Regions from separate parts of the Mus musculus genome. Here region 2 is linked to region 1. The links are chromatin contacts, called in public HiChIP or PLAC-seq maps. All regions are on one chromosome and are shown on one strand. The core of a region is the stretch at or near the end of the contact, and the rest is flanking DNA. Distances in the headings are between cores, read along the strand shown.

Evidence for each region. HiChIP or PLAC-seq counts read pairs in DNA pulled down with a chosen protein or histone mark.
Region 2: an H3K4me3 HiChIP or PLAC-seq map of microglia shows a contact between it and region 1, with 5 times the contacts expected there. The contact joins the promoter of Tmem268 here to the enhancer-like site in region 1. A contact is called at or near these places in 11 of 39 promoter capture datasets (the 3T3-L1 cell line, 3T3-L1-derived adipocytes, the HPC-7 cell line and 8 more), 1 of 15 datasets of contacts at CTCF or cohesin (the NIH/3T3 cell line), 14 of 484 Hi-C or Micro-C datasets (B cells, CD4 T cells, CD4 single positive thymocytes and 7 more), 2 of 115 datasets of contacts at active chromatin or transcription factors (double positive thymocytes and microglia) and 3 of 9 other capture datasets (adipose tissue, liver and pancreatic islet).

The regions. Positions count from the first base shown.
Region 1 is chr4:63,471,571-63,476,872 of GRCm38.p6, forward strand. It overlaps Whrn (whirlin), which reads right to left. Exons shown (of 12, transcript NM_028640.2): 2 at 1,080-1,298. Among named protein-coding and RNA genes, the nearest start is that of Whrn, 22 kb to the right of the region's middle. Within about 2 kb of position 3,056, at least 28 of the 459 cell types and tissues checked have an H3K27ac peak or open chromatin away from gene starts, as enhancers often do. A contact at or near this core is called in double positive thymocytes and microglia, where this site is marked.
Region 2 is chr4:63,556,617-63,561,918 of GRCm38.p6, forward strand. Tmem268 (transmembrane protein 268) reads left to right here and starts at 2,147. Exons shown (of 10, transcript NM_001356354.1): 1 at 2,147-2,341; 2 at 4,296-4,379.

The DNA.
Region 1 (5,302 bases), core at 1,806-4,305:
AGTGTTGGACCGTGAAAGGCAGTCTATGTTCTGGTCGAGCGAGGCTTACTCGGGAGACCAAGTAGAAAAATCTACAAGGGACCAAACCGTAAGCTATGCTCCCAGACACAAGCGCCTGACACCACATCAACTCAACTCCATAATCCTGTGTCAATCAGTCATGTAGACAATGTCCCAAGCTCCTGGTATTCTGGCTACAGCCAGGTAAGCTCCTCCCCACAATTACCTGGCAACAGCAAGGTAGCCCAGCCCATTATAAAAGGGACTGCTTGGCTACCCTCTTGCTCTCTCCTTGTCTCTTACCTCTCTCTTTCCTTCTCCCCTTCCCCCTCTCTCTATGTGGCCCTCTACTTCTCTTCCCTTCCCTTCTCTTCTCTCTCTCTCTCTCTCTCTCTCTCTCTCTCCTCTTCTCTCTCTCTCTCTCTCTCTCTCTCTCTCTCTCTCTCTCTCTCTCTCTCTCTGCCTTTCTACAATGCCTTCAAACCATGAACTGTCTCTGTTCATCGAGATCCACCATGTTAGAGCAATGGAGCAGGTCTCCCTCTAAGGAGCTGCGAGTCTAACCTTCCTGTGCTCCAGCCAACACCAGCCAACCCAAGCTGCCTTCCGAGCTACAGACTCTCTCGTCCCTGCTAGAGCTCTCCCCCTACCTTCCCTTTCGGCCACCGGCCAGAGTACATCTGAGGGGCCGTTCTCAGCTCTTCCACGACATACAGCAGTCTGTAGTGCCCAAGAGTTGGAGCTGAGACTCCCGAGAAGCAGGGTTGTGTGGCCTGTGAGGCCCGACGCCGCCCATCCTGGGCTGTTCCGTGGGATCCCAAGGCAGTCTAATCTAGCTCTGGTAGGATGAGGGTTGCACCCCCCCCCCTTTATTTCCCCACATGCAGTGCCCAACATTATAGGTCACAGGAGGAAGCCAGGAAGACCAAACTTGGGAGACTCAAAAGAAGTAACAGAGAGTCATCACAGAGCTCCGCCCTTCCTTCTAGCCTTGAGGGAGCTCCTCGGTGTACAAGGAGTTTGGAAATCCAAGGCATCCTCAAATCCCCATGTCTTTACCCATTTAGTGTCAATCTCACCTTTTTCTCATCTCCACTCTGCAGGAGGTGGAGGGTACTCCTTCGGTCATCTTCACGCTGTCTCAGGGTGCTGCCATGGGGCTGGGGCAGGCTGGAGGGAGGGGATGTGCTTCGACCCTGTGGGTCCACCCAGGTGTAGATGTGGTTGGTCACATAGCCCCCTGGGATACGCCCAGCTGAGTATACAGACAGCACCAGCTTCTTGGAGCCTTTGAGAGCCTGAAGAGAGGGGAACACGCAGTTAGAGGGAAGAAGAATCCACACACGGAGGAGAACCTTACGCTTAGTGTCACCATCCCCCACCCCCAACTCATGGTGTTCACATGTACAAATGCAGCACCTGTCCCACCCTATCTCAAGTGATCCAAATACAAAGTACATCATCTCTCAAGATACCTCACCGACGGAAGTGAACAGAGCAGGCCTGAGGCTGCTATCCTTGCTAGGTTTCAGTGCAGCGCTGGCCCTACTGTAGTGTTGAGGACCGTGGCTTTGAACTGTATCACATGCAGTTCACTCTTTTACACTCCTCGTGCATCCAGTGTGCTTACGCTGAACACCTGCTCCTCTTCTGCAGTCTGGAATGTGGGGACCACAGAGTGCCTATGTGACTGGCCCCCAATAAACCAGGGAGTACCAAGCATGGCACAGTTGGACTCTGGGAGAATGGAGTGTGCCCTAGGTGACTCTCTGTGGACTCCTAGAAGCTTGGGCTTCCTTTGAACTTCACTAGTAACATTCATAACTAACTAAATATGAGCCATGGAGTTCAAGGACAGTTGACCTTCCACACCCATAGTTTCTACAGATTCAACCTGCGTGTGTGCGCGCACGGGCACATGTGTACATATATCTAGGGAGGGACTGAGGTATGGCTCAGTAGTTAAAAGCATTTATCATGAAATTAAATCCAAGAGATTATCATGAGATTAAATCCAAGAACCCTGAAGTCAGACTGACACAGCAGCCTCCCGTAATCCTAGCAGCTGGAATTACAGGAACAGGATCCCCGGGGTGAGCTGGCTAACTAAACTAGCTAATCCACAAGCTCTAGGAAGAGTTGAGAGAATGTCTCAACAATGAGAACGGAAGGTCACCGAGGGCGACATCAAACACCAAGTTTGGGCCTCTACATGAATGCATATATATATGTGTGCGCACACGCTTAAGGGCTTTTTAAAGTCTGCATCTGCCCTGAACATACACAGATTGTTTCCTGTCAGTATTCCCTAAATAGTATAGCACGGCAGCCACTTGCATAGCACTTACACTGCATCGGGTAGAAGTACTCTGCAGATGACTTAAAGGCTACAGAGGATGCTACGCCACTTTAACGCTTTATCGCATTTACTTATTGTGTTTATGTGCATACATGTGTGTGCCGTGGCACATGTGTGGGGGTCAGACAACAACTTGTATGAGTTGGTTTTCTAGGTCCACCATGTGGGCCCTGGGGAATCAGGCTCAGGCTGCCAGGCCGGGAGGCAGGCTCCTTCACCCACTGAGCCATCTCACTGGCTATTTTACAAGAGGGTCACGAGCATCAACGTATTCTGGTGACAAGTTGCATGTTCTGATTCTAAGGGACAGGAATATATGTTGAATATATATGAGACTTTCTAGCTAAACACTGAACCTGCATGACAGTGTGGTCTTAGGACCCCAGTGAACTACTAGATACAAGTCAAAACCCGAAACACTGAGAACAGCTTAGCATTTACAAAGGACCTGTATGTGGCAAACATTCTGCCCCAAACCTGCCATGTAAAATCTCAAAGAATCCCCATGGAGTCATAGCACTGGTAAACACCCCCACCCCTACCCCTCGCAAAAAACAAAACAAAACAAAAACAAAAACAAAGCCCTAAACTGAGCTCAGAGGAAGCCAGGCATTTGGAGATTGCATAAGAGAAGCAGCTGCCCCCACTGCAGACACCAGGTGGTTGTAAAAGAGACATCAGACCCTGCAGTTTCAGAAACAGCTTGTTTAAGAAAAAAAGCTGACTTCCCCTGTCTGCCCCTAATGCACCTCCCCCACCCCCTTCCCTATTCCTTAACTACAGAACCCCCAGCGTGAAGCATGGATCTATTGTCCTCTGGAGCTCTGGCCATTGCTGGTGGGTCCTGGACCCTGATCACAGTACAGGCAGATCTTGAGACACCACCTCTTAGATACACCATGCAGCTGTTCTAGCTGTCACGGTGTCTGAATGCTCATCCTTCGTTTCTTGCTACAAACTTAACTCTTACAGTGGTCAGTAGAGAGGGGTCTGCCACATCAGTAAAGACGGGCAGGGACTCACTGCCTGCACAGACTGTAAGGGGCTCCTTTTACATAGCTGCTAATGTCAAATGTAGATACCACGTTTGTTGTACAATTTTCCAGGGTAAGGATGGAGAAACACGAGGAATAGTAAGCCAAAGTCTGTGCCCTAGGGTAGAAGCTGAGGTCAGTCGTATGCTTTCCCACAAGGCACCTGTAATGGAGATGAAGGTATGGATTCTGGAAGACAGTCACTTTGTATTGGATTAACAGCAGATGTACCTCTGTTAGGGGTTCCAGTATGCAGTTACCCCTATTTTAGTGATTGTGATGGGGCCTCTGGGGGATGAGGCCATGAAGACGGGGTTTTCATGATGAGATCAGGAGCTCTGCATGAAGGGTGGGTACACACACCAAAGCTTGCTCACTTCCTTTCCTTTGCACAGGACACAGAAAGAAAAGTGGTCCTTTGCAAGCCTGGCAGGCCACCTGATTACACTGTCATGCTGGCTCCAGCTTCAGGAAATGCAAGCAAATCAATTCCTGTGACGTAAGCCACCCACTGTGTGATAGTCTACTATGGCAGCCCTAGCTGACACTGCACCCCAAGTTGGGGCTGGTCTGACTCAGTTAAGGTTTCTTTAAGCACCAGACATGTGTACTTCCAGATCACACTGACAGAAGCTTTGCAACGCCTTGCACATGACATATTCTAATGTTAAGTGGGGTCGACAGGCTACAAATCATGGCTTCTAGAACAATCTTAGTTATGTCGGAAGAAAAATCTGGTAGGAAAACCAAACACTACAGTGTGCTGATGGCCAGTGCCTGCCTCTGGGTGGGATTGCAGGTGGCTGGTATTTTGCTTTTCCTGTTTTGTAATGTTTTCCAAATGTTGTATGATGAAAGCATACTGCTTTCAATATACAAAAATAAGTACCTAGCACCTGAACTGGGGACACTAACCTGTCACCCTCATCTGCTGCTCTGGGCTCTATGAACGCCACAATCCTCAAGGAACAATGGGGATGAGGGCTGGCTGAGGTTCCTTCAGACAGCTTGGGGCCCTGGCTCCCCCAGGAGAGCCCAGCCTGTGACCTCTCCCAGGGGAGGAAGGGGAAGAAGAGCCTAGCTCCTGACTCCACAGCAAATGCCAGGTCTTGGTGGAGGGAGAATAAGACCAAAGCAGCTCTCCAAAGCTCTCATTTTATAAAGGATTCTCCAGATGTGAGCAGGGCAAGATTTGTAGTGTTCTTGAGTATTCCCTGAGGCTCTCCTGATGAACAGTGGAGAAAAATCAAACCTTTGTTAAGTTGAAGGTGCTGGAGCAAGGGGCCTGAGATCTACCTGGTGTGTTTCTGCCCCAGCAAAACAGAGAGTGGATGTCAGGGGGCAGGTGAGATGAGAAGAAGCCAAGGCTGCCGACAGCTCCTGTGCTGGAAGCTACCTGAGCCCTCTCTCTTGCCTGCTGCTCTCTGTTCCAAAAGGACAAGCTCTCCTGTCCAATGTGTTTCAACTAGCAAGAGTCTTCCATCCCAGGCTCAGTAAGTAAGAGCACTGACTGCTCTTCCAAAGGTCCTGAGTTCAAATCCCAGCAACCACATGGTGGCTCACAACCATCTGTAACAAGATCTGACACCCTTTTCTGGAGTGTCTGAAGACAACTACAGTGTACTTACATAAAATAAATAAATAAATTTAAGAAAAAAAAAGAGTCTTCCATCCCATCCTAGGCGCAGGATGAGATAAGCCTATAAGTCAATCACTTTGCAAGGTCCAACCAAGAATCTACTGAGCACCAGGGACACATTACCACCTGGTGTACAGCAGGCTCTGAAGATACTTATGTTTGGAAAGATGAAGTATTGCCAAGTGCACAGTAGGTCCTCACAACAACACTTGGGTCAGATAAGTGACAGGCTGTGCCTGTGGAGACCTAGCAGTTCCTGGTGTACAGTAG
Region 2 (5,302 bases), core at 897-3,396, 84 kb after region 1:
ACTTCATCCATGTATTAAGATGTGTTTAACAAAAGCCTGTCCGTTGGGCACTGGGTAGCTATGTAATGGCCTTAGGACTCGAAGTTTGTGCTGTCAGGGAAAGAATGAGCCAGTGGTCATAATAGGGATAACTGTAGGTTGAATGGGAACCAGTGAGGAGGACAGCCCTTGGCCTAGGGCAGGACAGGGCTCTCAGAAGTAGGGCCCTGTCACCCAAGACCCAAGAATAGGCCGGTCAGGTGATGAGAATGGGTTTGGCACTGATCTTCCAGATGGACAGGGAAGACCTGAGGCAAACACTGGGACCTGGAAGTGAAAGAATGGAGGGCAGGAGGAAGTGAGAGGTGCTCTATTTATGGAGCTTGGGGTTTGGAGAGAGGGCAGTGACTCATCCGGTGTAGGCTGCAGGTAGTGCACATCGAAATCCTCACAAATGCCCGAGACTCCCATCAAGCAGTCACTACTAAAGTCAGCTCTGCAGTCTGTTTCCCTGGTTGTAATGTCCTTGAATTCCGGCCCCCACCCCCGCCCCTATCCCAGGATTTCAGGTATGCAAACACTTGTGTTGCTGCAAGGGTGCACTTGCTAGTCAGAACACTAAGTACTCAACGTTTCGCCCTTGCAGCCTCTCACATCAGCAGGAGTCCCTGACTTTCCTGAATGAGTGGGCAGAGCTGTCCAAGCACACAGGCAGCTACATAGTGCACCAGTACAGCTCTGTCCGCCGCTTCCCAAGTTCCGTTTGTGTACCTGTAGGAGGCTGGTGTGTCGACCTAAAACTGCTGGCCCGTGGAGAGTGAAGACAGGCTGGTGGGAAGGCAGTAGGGCATCTCTGACATTGAGGAGGGTTGCTTCACAGGCAGGGTTGGGGGTGGGGCGGGGCTAGGCCACAGCTTGTTGCTGTTTCCTTTTCAATAGCCGGGTCAGCATTTAGAAGTCTCAGCACCCTTGGGTCTTTTGTTCCCAGGCCTCTACATTACTGTTTAGCAAGTTGATCAAACTACATGGGAGGCTCCCACGAACTGTTTTCTACTGCCCAGGGCAAGGCTGGCACAGAGCAGGTACTCAGTGCTGATTTGCTCACAGATAAGTTCATTTTCAGTAGCCTGCCACCTTGATCCTCACTTGTCCCCGTGGGCACCTCCATGGGATATGCTAATTTGGGTTTTCAATTCATTCTCGCTGCCTGGAAACATCCTGCAGGCACATGTAAGTCCTGTGGTCTGGAAGTCCTCAAGAGTTGTTAAAAGGAAGAAATGTGTTTGTGTCTCTCTGTGTGTACAAGACCACTTGTAGAGACAAGGGCAGTGGCATGTACTGCCCTAGTCCTTCCTGTAAGCAAGGGTGGGAACCACCTGTGCATTCATCGATCCCCTGAAAAAGAAACCAGGCTGTTGGTGCAGCAACCAAGTGCCCACCGTCTTTGTTGAAAGACAATGTTTGGTGGCTAATAGGATATAAACACGTACTCCAAAGAAAAGTACATGTAGTTAGCCAGGTCTGCTGTTGTCAGAACAACCCACCAAGGTGAACCCAAGACTAGTGATTTACCTGGAAAAAGAAGCAGGCCATCACAGATCCTTTTAAATCTCAAGGAGCGGGGTGTGCAAGTGTGTGTTTGAACACCTCACACATTATTTCGTAAAGATCTCACACAATTTCACAGCACTGTCTCAACTAAAGATTTTTAAAGAAAACGCAGATACAAAGTGGAGACTACACCGACGCTTTCAATACTGAACACCGTTTTTCATTAAAAACAAGCCTGGAAGAAACTTCTGGTCCCGAGTGTGCCTCATGCATCGGATCCCATGACTTTGTCACTCGGGACAGGCCTCCCCGCCCCGCTCCTTCACTGCAGGGACGAGCTCAGATCTCATGCACGTGGCGGGCGCAGGGCCCCTACCGGCGCCCTGGGGGAGCGTGGCTGATGAAACGCTCCGGGCTCGGCCCGAGAGACGCTCCTGCCGTAGGGCGACTCGGCGGAGACCGGCTGGGGCGACGCGCCCCAAAAAGGGCGCGCGGGGACGGCGGGGGCGGCGGCGCCGGGACGCCGCGGCGTACAAGGGGCATGGAACCTCTGACCCTGAGCGGCCCGGGCGGCAGCGCGGCGGTGAGTGTGCGCGAGCCGTGCGCGTGCCCGCGCGTCCGCGCTCCCGCGCTCGGGGGTTGGGGCCGCGGGGCCTGCGTGCGCGTCCCTCCGCTCAGGCTCGGGTGACCTCTTCCCGCCCCACGCGTCAGGCGTGGGATCTGCAGGGCAGGGCGGGTGATTTCTGGGGTAAAGGAACCCCAAGGCCAGAGGGCAGAGATCGGGGAGCCTGCTGCCCAAGCCCGAGGCCAGGTACGGTGGGAGACGCCGGGCCGGGCCGCGCCGAGCCGGCTTTCTGTTTTGGCTCCCTCCGGGTTTGCTCCCTGACCTTGGATAGTCGGCTTTCTCTTCCGGGGCTTAATGTTCTCATCATTGAAATGGGGCGTTTGAACTCCTTGTCCAGCCAGGTTTTTCTGCCCTAAACTTTTGGGGGACTGCTGCTTCTCTGATGTGTTGGACTTGCATTGTAATTAATGAAGCTGAGTTAGAAGAAGGAAATCCATTTTTTTTTTTTCTTTCTTTCCTTTCAGGATATGTTAGGCGCTCAGATGTTGGTGAGGCTGGCAGGCACTGTGCAGAGATGAGACCTCTTGGGGGCTTGAGTCTGCACAGCCCGCAACTGGAAAATCTGGTTGCAATGTGGGTTCCCAGAGGAACTCGGTCGGCAGTCACTTGCTCCCTCTGTGCTTTGCTTACCATGGTGTGGGGCTCCCTTACTTGTGTGCTGAAGATTGGAGCAGAGCTGAGGAGGTGGTAAATGGTTAGCATTTGCCATTGGGGTCCTGCCTGACCCCTCATGGCCCTGTAGCCTCGGTACTTGGATGAGAATGTACACGGGGAGCCCTGGACCCATCCTGACCTCTGAGTCGAGTCCATTCAGTTCTGTGTGGCTCCTTTCAGTCTCCTCCTTGGCGAAGCAGCCCATTTAGGCAGCCCAGGGAGTCTGTCGTCCTCCACCTTTGCTGCCTAGTTTCCTCCTCCTCATCTCTCTGGCAGTTCTGAGTGTGTTTTCCCCAGTGGATGGTGATCCCTGCAGGGGAGGGCTGAGCAAACGCTCCATGTTCCACTCCTGGTTTTACAGTCCAGGGGCTGGCCCTAGAAGGTTCTCAGGGAATGTTTGTGGCATAGGTTGATGACAGCTACCTTCTCTCAGTAATCAACCTTTTCCCAAGTGTGGATCTCATGGACGTGGAACCCATAGGGCAATCCTAAGTGTCTGTCCTTGTCTCCTTTCCAGGAAATGGAGGCAGAGAGAAGTCTTGTTACCTTGCTCAAGGCTACCCAGGTGGGAAGTGGTTGGGCTGGGCAGGTTACTTTTAGCCAACACACACAAACTTGGGTGTGTGACTGGAGTCTGCTGATTGGGTCTCTGTGGGCAGCTGAGGGGGCTGATGTGGGTGCTGTGATTTCTGCCCCCGACACAATGCTTCATTGTGGCATTTTGCAACCAGTGGATCCTTCTGTGCAGCCCCGGGCTTGAGCAACTCCAGTCTGTGTCAGCTCCTCCCAGCCTTTTCAACACTCCAGTGTTGGGAGGCTTCACCGAGAGGGCCTGAGTCCTCGGCCAGGAGTACAGATGTCAGGGTTGGGTCTGCCTTGTGGCCTACCTAGCAGTTGCTCAGAGGCAGCAGAGGGGCGCAACCTTGTGGCCATTGTGCCTCTTGGGTCTATAGAAAGAGCAGGCGCACTAAGATAGGCTGGTAAGTACTCCTTTGTTTGAGACCGCTGTTGTGAGTTGGACTGAGCATGAGCCGCAAGGAGACTCAGGCTGACTGGACTTGGTTTCTATATCACTGCCTAGGAATTGTGGTTTCTTCTGACCCACTCGAAGATGATTCCATGAATTAGCTGGAAAGGAAGCCAGCCCAAGCGTGGGTGCTGAGGGCTGAGACCCTGGAGTCACTAAAATCCTTCTCCCGACTCTTTGGCTGATAGCCACTCAGCTTTGGAGAGAGTATGTCTTGACCACGGAACAGGAAACCCATGTTGAGGAGAGAACGGAATCTGGGCTGTGGGCAGAGTAAGGGGAACACTGCCATTGTAGACGCTCCTGCCTCTTCATCTGGCTTTTTATAGGGGCACCTTGGGGTAGAACTTGGGGAACCAGGCTTGGGCAGCAAGTGCTTTTTACCCTCGGATCCATCCCCCTGACCGCAGATCCTTCTGTTCTCAACAGGAGTCCCCTCCCCCCATTTTCATTTTGCAGAGCATCCCAGCCTTGTGCAGCTGTGCCTGTTGAAATCTGGAGAGAAACAGTGAAGAAGCCAGAAGGTTCAGTTCCTCCCTGAAGGTCAGCGGGCAGTGGGGCTTGGGGGCCAGTTTGGATTCAAGTAGGTGTGTGTCATCTGTATGCTTCCTGCCTTCCCCAGTGTCAACCTCCCTTGGTAGCACATGAATGATCTAGAGGATTTTTCTCAGGACTGGTGTGCTCTTCGTGGCATTTAATAGGACATGATCTTTCTTGGGACACGTGTCACAGGTGGTAGCAGATTGGTGACTCAGGAGGTCAGCAAAGGAGCCCCCATAAGGAGCATTCCCACTTTGACTGATGATAATGGCTAAAGGTGGATGCTGGCAGCACTGGCCACGCCTCCGGGACCCTGCAGAGCTAACTGCAAAGCCAGGGCTTGCTCTCCTTCTCAGTAGAGCGTTTAACTGCCAAGGTTTCCCTGCTGGAAACCTCTGACCACCTGGAAGCCCCAGCGAGCAAACCCTTGCTTCAGTGAAAGCGGCTGTCTGTAACTGCTTTCTCCTGTGACCAGGAGAAACTATCTTTCTTTTTAGGAGGCGGGGTTTACCTGGTAGCTTACACCTGTCTGCAGCTCACTGTGTATCATAGGCTGGCATTAAATGTTTGATCCAGTTGCCCTGCCTCGTGCACTCCTCAGAGCTGGGACTCTCAGCATATGTCATGAGGCTGGACTGAGAGTGTTTTGTTTTGTCTTTGAGACAGGGTCTCACTGTGTAGCCCTGGCTTGCCTGGAGCTCACTATGTTGACCAGGCTGGTGATAGATCTGCCTCTGCCTCTAGAGTGCTGGCCTTGAAGGATTTAAAGAGCTAATACACATGGAGTGTGATATCTGTTCCCCATGGCCTTCCCGTGATTTTGATTCCTATGTCCATTGATTCTTGGTAGTGGGCCTCTGTGGGGAGAGGTCTGATAGATTTGAAGAAGCCTATTCGAAGTTCTGAGGATGAGTGATGTATCCAAG